Regions from separate parts of the Mus musculus genome. Here region 2 is linked to region 1. Evidence: chromatin contacts called from public promoter capture Hi-C data. All regions are on one chromosome and are shown on one strand. The core of a region is the stretch at or near the end of the contact, and the rest is flanking DNA. Distances in the headings are between cores, read along the strand shown. Region 1 holds the start of Col4a5 (collagen, type IV, alpha 5). Region 2 holds the start of Irs4 (insulin receptor substrate 4).

Evidence for each region. Promoter capture Hi-C pulls out the DNA fragments that hold promoters and counts their contacts.
Region 2: a promoter capture Hi-C map of embryonic stem cells shows a contact between it and region 1. The contact joins the promoter of Irs4 here to the promoter of Col4a5 in region 1. A contact is called at or near these places in 4 of 39 promoter capture datasets (embryonic stem cells, hippocampal neurons and liver), 3 of 484 Hi-C or Micro-C datasets (the HL-1 cell line and embryonic stem cells), 1 of 115 datasets of contacts at active chromatin or transcription factors (astrocytes) and 1 of 9 other capture datasets (pancreatic islet).

What each region holds. Positions count from the first base shown.
Region 1 is chrX:141,473,904-141,477,434 of GRCm38.p6, forward strand. Col4a5 (collagen, type IV, alpha 5) reads left to right here and starts at 1,516. Exons shown (of 53, transcript NM_001163155.1): 1 at 1,516-1,912. The coding sequence starts at 1,832. Col4a6 (collagen, type IV, alpha 6) reads right to left here and starts at 173. Exons shown (of 45, transcript NM_053185.2): 1 at 1-173.
Region 2 is chrX:141,723,367-141,726,897 of GRCm38.p6, forward strand. Irs4 (insulin receptor substrate 4) reads right to left here and starts at 1,851. Exons shown (of 2, transcript NM_010572.2): 1 at 1-1,851. The coding sequence starts at 1,832. It overlaps Gm15295 (a long non-coding RNA gene), which reads left to right. Exons shown (of 4, transcript XR_003953074.1): 2 at 83-160; 3 at 440-2,082; 4 at 2,693-3,531.

The sequences.
Region 1 (3,531 bases), core at 266-2,765:
GCAGTTTGTTCCTTATTCAGGACAGTGTGGGGAAGGGGGGCGAAGTGGCTTAATTTGGAAGAAACTAAAATCAGCCGCTAGAAAAAAAAAGTGCCCCAAAGGAAAACACACGCAGTGGTGCCCGCTACAACTTCTAGCACTCAGGAGATAGTTCCATGAGCCCAGGGAGGAAGGAATGGAGGGGGACGGGGCGGGGCTGCCTGCTGTCAATCACCTCCCCCTACCTTGGGAAGCTGCTTCTCTTTCTCAATTTCAAGCACCTCTGCACATAACCGTTCCAAAGTTTCATGCACAGGTCTCTAGAGACCTATACACAAGAATCTATGCAAGTAGGCATTATATATTTCCATAAAGTAAAATAGACTTGGGTGCACTACTACTACATAGGCAGATAGTCCTGAAAGAGACCTTGCACAAGGGCCCAAGTGTGCAGACTCTTATTCTAACTTCCTATTTTTTCACTAAACTTTTAGAAAGATGAGGAGGGAATCTCTGGAGTTGTAAGCCTAATCTCTAAACCCAGTAAAACTGAGGAGGAATTGGTCCTTATAAAACGGATTCAAAATATAAAGAATGCAGTTTATCCCAGACTGAGAATAGAAATGTTCAGAAGAATTCTTTAGCAAATTCCTGAAAGACACTCCAAGGAGTCCACATCGTGTATATTTTTGGTCTTTTGGTTCTTAAAAGTGTCTACAAGTTATCAAAGCGATATGCATGCCTACTTCATCTAGGAGACACAAATTCAACTACTATTGACTCCATATAGACATTTTAAATGAGATGCTTGTTTTAGTTGTAAGGAATTATGCTAATGTTATATAATTGCTTGCCACAGGTCCTTCTGAAATAGAATGATGGCAGCCACTACCTTTTACCTTAGCTTGATATAAGTGACAAATATTATTTATGGTACTCAATACATGTAAATAGAAACAGTAAGTAAGTTACAATAACATTTAACCTTTTAACATTATTAACCTACTTAATGCATCCTATATGGCATATGTTGTTACATACATTAGGTATTCACAAATACATATGTTCATTGTCTTACTTTATATACGTATATCTAATATTTTCTCATTTTCTGTTTGTATATAGAAACTGTCCTACCAACACTTGAAAGGCAAAGGCCAGCAGCCCATGGAGCAGAGGCGAAAACTTTGTTTCTAATGATTAACAATAAAAAGCACCACACTCTGAAATCCATCCGCTGGAAAAAATAGTCCCAGCTCAGGTCTGTTTGTCAATGGCTTTGATGCAGACATCTGAGGGAAAGCTGGACTGGCAGGCAAGAGTACTGTTAAGAGAAGCTGCCAATGAACAAACGAGAAATCTTTTTGGTTGGACTTGTGGGGTTCAGTCAACTTGTCTTGAAGTTTCCCTCCCTCAAATAACTGAGCGTCACTCCCTCGCAGGTTGCCGGTGCAGTGGGAAGCACTGGCGGAGTGATACGCAAATTCCCCAGCGCCAGCGGGGAGGGGGCGGTGCAGGGAAGAGAGCGAGGAAAGTAGATTTGTAGGACGTTGAGTGAGGAAAGTTTGCAAGTCCCAACAGAAGGCAAAGTGCTCCTGAGAGATCGGCTTTGGGGAGGGGAGGGGGGAGGGAAGAACAGCTTTCTTTTCTTGTTCTTGCTCTCCCTCTCTCTCTCTTATTTTAATCGCTTCCCTCTTATAAATCTCTTCCCCCAAGTGCACCAGCATAACCGGGACACTCACTGTCCCCTTTCTAGCTCTCTTCTCAATAACCCTTCAAGATTATGTCAATCGGTCTGAAGGGACCTGGGATTCCCTGCGGGTGCTGACGGAGCTGCGGGAGCCAGAGAAGAATGCAAGTGCGTGGAGTGTGCCTGGCTGCCGGCTGGTTCTTACTGGCCCTGTGTCTGTGGGGGCAGCCCGCAGAGGCTGCGGTAAGTCCTCCCTCCCGCCCCATCACTGCTCGCTCCAACAGAAACCACTGGAGCCTTTACCTTCCCTACTCTTTGACCTTGGCCAGGGAAGTCAAAATTGGCTTTAAGTAGAAAGAAATATAATTCCCAACTCTGGTCTGAGGGAAAATTCCAAGTGTTTAAAAACAGGGCCGCTTACTTCTCTGTAGCTACCTCTTCTGGGGCAAGAGTGGGCAGAGGGTGTGGGAGGCACATTAATGGGTCACTGGGCTCTGGAGGATATTTAAAACTTTTCTTCCTCTCTATCCCCCACCCAGGGTAGCTGTCTACCAGCTAGCTTCTTTCACTACTTGGACCCAGCCCAAGCACGATTTAACCTTGGTTTATAGTTTAAAATTTGGTTCCTCTAAAATTGAACTGTGGTCAGTGTGGTAATAGCCTTGATGGAGTTCTTCTCTTGGCATATGCTCTTTTCTTAAGCCACATGAACCCACCCCCCACCCCAGGTTTGTAAAGTTCTGCCCTGTTTTCTGACCTGTTGACATCATTCTTTTACAAAAGATAAAATAACCTATCAACCAGGACGAAGTAAAGAAGCATACATAGTCTTATGCTTCAGGAGTTTTGCACATTAAAAAAAAAAAGTTATGGGTTTCTGTTGGCTTGCACTTTTTAAACTCATAAAGGCACCTGAACAACTTGAGAGTTTGCCTTTCACCCATTTAAAGGACAAGAAGTCTCAGTTTTCCAATGGGAATGAGCTCTATGGGTTAGAAGAGTGGGGGAGGATGCTCACACGAAATGACAGAGCAAAAAGTTCCACTTGCCTTTAGGAATGTAGACTGGATACCACAGCCTGTTCCTGAGCAGGAAATCTGGGTAGTCCCAACACCCACTCTCCTTCTGGAGATAAGAGGTAAATGCAAAGGAATGAAGGGCTTTGCTGCAGAAAATATTCTCCAGTTTGAAGTCTACCCTACTTAATTTCATATAAACTGTGAACAACTAAATGTGTGACAAATTATTTAAGTATTATATTTGAGTACACAGAATGGATGTTTAAAACCACTTAAATATGGCATCATAGCTTAGGCCTTCACATGGTGGAGTGACTATCAATCCTTTAGACGCAGCTACAATATTACAGACATCTGGGTCTACATCAAAGTTAGCTTCCTTTTGGACTCAGCACACCTCAGATCACATTGCCCTCTGTATATGCTAGAAAAACTGTGTATACTGCTGTTACAAAAAGTAACTTTGATGTTATTGTAATCACAACATAATTATGATAGAAAATCTGTGGGAAAACTTGCACATCTAAAATGTTTTAGTTATGCATACCATCATTTTCCTCCATCAAAGTAGATATACGACTTAATAATGTTCTTTTGGTGCAGAGCATTTTTGATGGGGTATGGTTTCCGCAGTCAATATGGCTAAAGATGGTTAGAATAAATTATAATTGGGCTATAGAAAATAGTTCATTTGAAGCTCATCTTAGTGCCTTTTGTTTATAGCATTTGCCCTATGGGCAAAAACTTTGTGGATGACTTCTGAAGCAATCCTTCCTCTTAGTTACCATTTATACTTGTGTGTATAACAACACTGCATGCCAGTTGAAATTCATTTATATTAAA
Region 2 (3,531 bases), core at 601-3,100, 250 kb after region 1:
GGCGGTGGCGGTGGGGGTGGAGGCAGTGTTTGCTGCTGCTTGCTTTGAGTGAATTTACCAAAGTAGGATCTTTTCTTCACAGATTTTCCACGGTCACCATCGTCAGAATTTTTCCCACTTCCTGAGTTCTTGCCACCACCTGAGCCATGACCATCTCCAGGTCTCTGGCCACCGCCTGAGCCATGGCCACCTCCACCTGAGCCATGGCCACCTGCTGTGCCCTGGCCATTTCCTGAACACTGGTTTCCTCCGGCACCCTGGCCTCCTGAGCCCTGGCCACCTCCAGATCCCTGTCTCCCACCTGAGCCCTGGCTACTGGAACCTTGGCCACTTGAGCCCCGTCCACCTCCTGAGCCCCGGCCATTTCCTGAGCCCCAGTTGTTCATAGGTATGCAATCACCTCGGTTTCCTTCCTCACCCTCCTTGTCTTTTTCTTCAGTGTTGCCAGAGCTGGAACCGGAGGCTTCACGGGCTCTGTCGTTGGGGACATCTTCAGGCTGTGGGATCCTTCCCGGGCTAGGTGCTGAGCGTCGGAAAAGGCTGGGTGGTACTGACGCGGCTCTCCTGGACCTGCGGGCTCTGGGCAGGTGCCCTCTTCCTCGCCTAAAGGGAGGCGGAGGCTCTCTGGGTGAGATGAAGCGCCTGGTGAATAGCATCTCTTCCCTCTCACGGATAGCTCTGAGGCGGCAAAACTGCTCCAAGCCGTATCTTCTGAGCCAGCCACCAGGCTCCAGCGGGAGCAAGCCCAGGTGCCTCCTAGTGGACAGCAGGGTTAACAGGTGGGCGCCAATACTGATGCTGTAGCTGCGGCATCGGGCTCTGTATTCATCTGCGCACAAGGCTCTCATCTTCTCCAGAAACAGCTCATGCATATTTTGGGCCACCACGGAGTCATCCACTTGCATCCACAGCTCCCCCGGACCTATGACAGTGGATCTGCCGACTTCCAAGAAGAAGTACTGCTCCGAGTGCCCACAGCGACGAATGCTCAGCAGCTGGACGACCACACTGGCCACTTCGGTATTGAGCCTTACAAACACTACCTCTTCGTCGGTAAGACACAGCCGGAACACGCCGCTCAGCTCTTTTCTGTGCCCCAGCCCCCTGGGTTTCACTACTACCTGCCACACATCTTTGTAGAAGGGTGGCTCCGCCGCCGCTGCGGCCGCCAGGGCTGCCGGCTCTCCGTCCGGCAGTGCGCCTAGCGTGCCGCAGCGGCGGCGCTTGCTCTCGAGGATGAGGCGGCTGAGGAGCAAGTACCAGCTTTCTTGTTCCGACTCGTTCTCGGCCACCATCGCGAAGTATTCGTCCTGGGTAAAAAGGGCAATGAGGTGTCGGTACCTGGCATCGGCGCGCTGGCTCACGGAGAAGCATTGGTACAGGATGATCACGCGCCGTGGTGGGATGAGCGCGGGGACCGCAGCACCGGAGGCGGCCGCCTCTGCTGCAGCCGCCGCGGCGCGGACACTGTGCCGGAACTTCCTGGCATTTCGGTAGTATTCGAGTCGAGCTGGAGCGTCTGCGGTCTCGAGTTTGAGCACGAAGTAACGCCTATGCCCATGCTTCTGCTTCCTCAGGTAGCCGCGTTTGCAGACTTCATCCCCGACGGGGAGGTCCTCCTCTTCGGATTCCGAGTCTGACCGGGAGCCAGTGGCTGTGGAGAGCCACATGGCTCCCGGACAGGACGACCCGGTCCCAATGAGTGCGGTCCGGGTTCCCGAGGAAAGGAGCGGGGTGGTCGCCACTGCTGCTAGAGCTGCGGAGGCTGCTGCTGCTGCTGAGGCTCTCAGTCTCCTAAGCGCTTGGTGGCCAGAGAAGGAGCAACTCGCCATGGTGATGCACCGTGGTTTTAAGGTGAGCGGAGGGGAGGGGGGGCTCGAGAAGGGAGGGCTTTGGGGGGAGAAGAGGCAGTCTCCCCCTGTCTGCCCGCCCCAGACCCCTCCCGCCTAGGCCCGCGTCCCCGCCCACTTCACTGGGCTCAAGGCAGTGGGCAAAACAACACGTGACCGTCGCCTCACGCGGCAGCTCGCACCACAGGCAGCTACCCCAGCGGTGGAGGGGCGCAAGCGGCCACCAGTAAAGGTGTGCGTGGGATGGGGACCTGGAGCCAGGGAAGCAGGGCCATCTTCAAAGCGCCAGAGACCCTTTGGGAGAATCTAAGGGCGTTTGGTTCAAGGCAAAACCGACGGGAGGAGGCGGGGCTCTCTAACCACACCAAGCCTAGTCCTGAGTACCAGAAGGATGGGGTGGAGGGTAGACGTGAGAGGTGGAGGACACAGCGGCCAGCCATCGTGACAAGATGGGTTGCCGCAGCCCCACACCCATTTGGCCGGAGGGGGATAGAGGTGTTGGGAGGGGAGGGGGCAGGCAGAGCACCGGATGGTTTGTTTGTTTATTTAGGAAGCCGGGGGACCAGGTGAAATCGCTGCAAGGCTCTGATTGGTTAGGATACGAGCCAATGGGAGGGTCCAACAAGGGGGTGGCCCTGAATACATTAGTTTAGTGGAAGGGGGAGTTGGGGGATGAGGGGGCGTGGTTGGGGTCCCAGAGAGGGGCTTCTCAATCTGCTTGTCTCTGGATCAGGCTGTAAACAACCCTCGGAAAATAGCTGTTAATGGTGGTGATAAATTCCTGCAAATCCCAGAGCCGCGGTGACCCCTCTGCCAGGAGCCCTTTCTCTTTTTCCCTACAGCTCACATTTTCCCTTCCGATCGCAGTTTGCTCTAGTTCCACCCGCCTCTCACTTTGAGCTGTGCTTCTTAGCAGAAAATGTCAGTTATCTCTGGAAACGCGGCAAGGACCTGGGTCCTCAGACCTGCTACACACCAGGCTGCACACCAGGCTGCACACGCCTCCTCGCCCTCTCCACCCCTGACAAAAGCCAGGGACTCCAAAGACTCGGGAATTACGGCGATGCCTTCAAAATTAACGCTATCTGTACACAGAGTGTATTTCTAGTCCACGAAAACACAGGTTTGCTAGATGTGATGTTTCTATTTGATTGATGACGACTATAAAAGTACAAATTTGGGGGCCTGCGAAGTATACAGCCATGTTGGAAAAAGCCGGACTTGATTCTTTTCTGAAAACCAATATTGAGCTGTCAAGATATTCCCCCCACATCCCAGGGCAGTACTTTGAACTGTACCCTTAAGGAATTAACAAATAGTAACTTTCTTTGTCCTTGAAGGAGACCGAGAAACTTTATGAAAAAGAAAAGCTCTTATCTAGAACAAAGGACTGTATGAATATATACCCTTGAATATATTTTGCATCCTTTACTTCAGGAAGGTCTTTGCTTCATTTCAGTTTACAAATGATATCACAAAAATAATGAATCTACTGCCTCCCTTCTTGGAGAAAGTGCCGGAGTGTAAGGTGTAAGTGCAACCTTCTAAAAACTGTCCTCTTCTCTTCTCTCCTCTCCTCTCCTCTCCTCTCCTCTCCTCTCCTCTCCTCTCCTCTCAGTCTCTGCCTTGTCTCTGGCTCTCTCATCTCAGATAGCGACAGGTTGAGATGTTATTAAAGTAT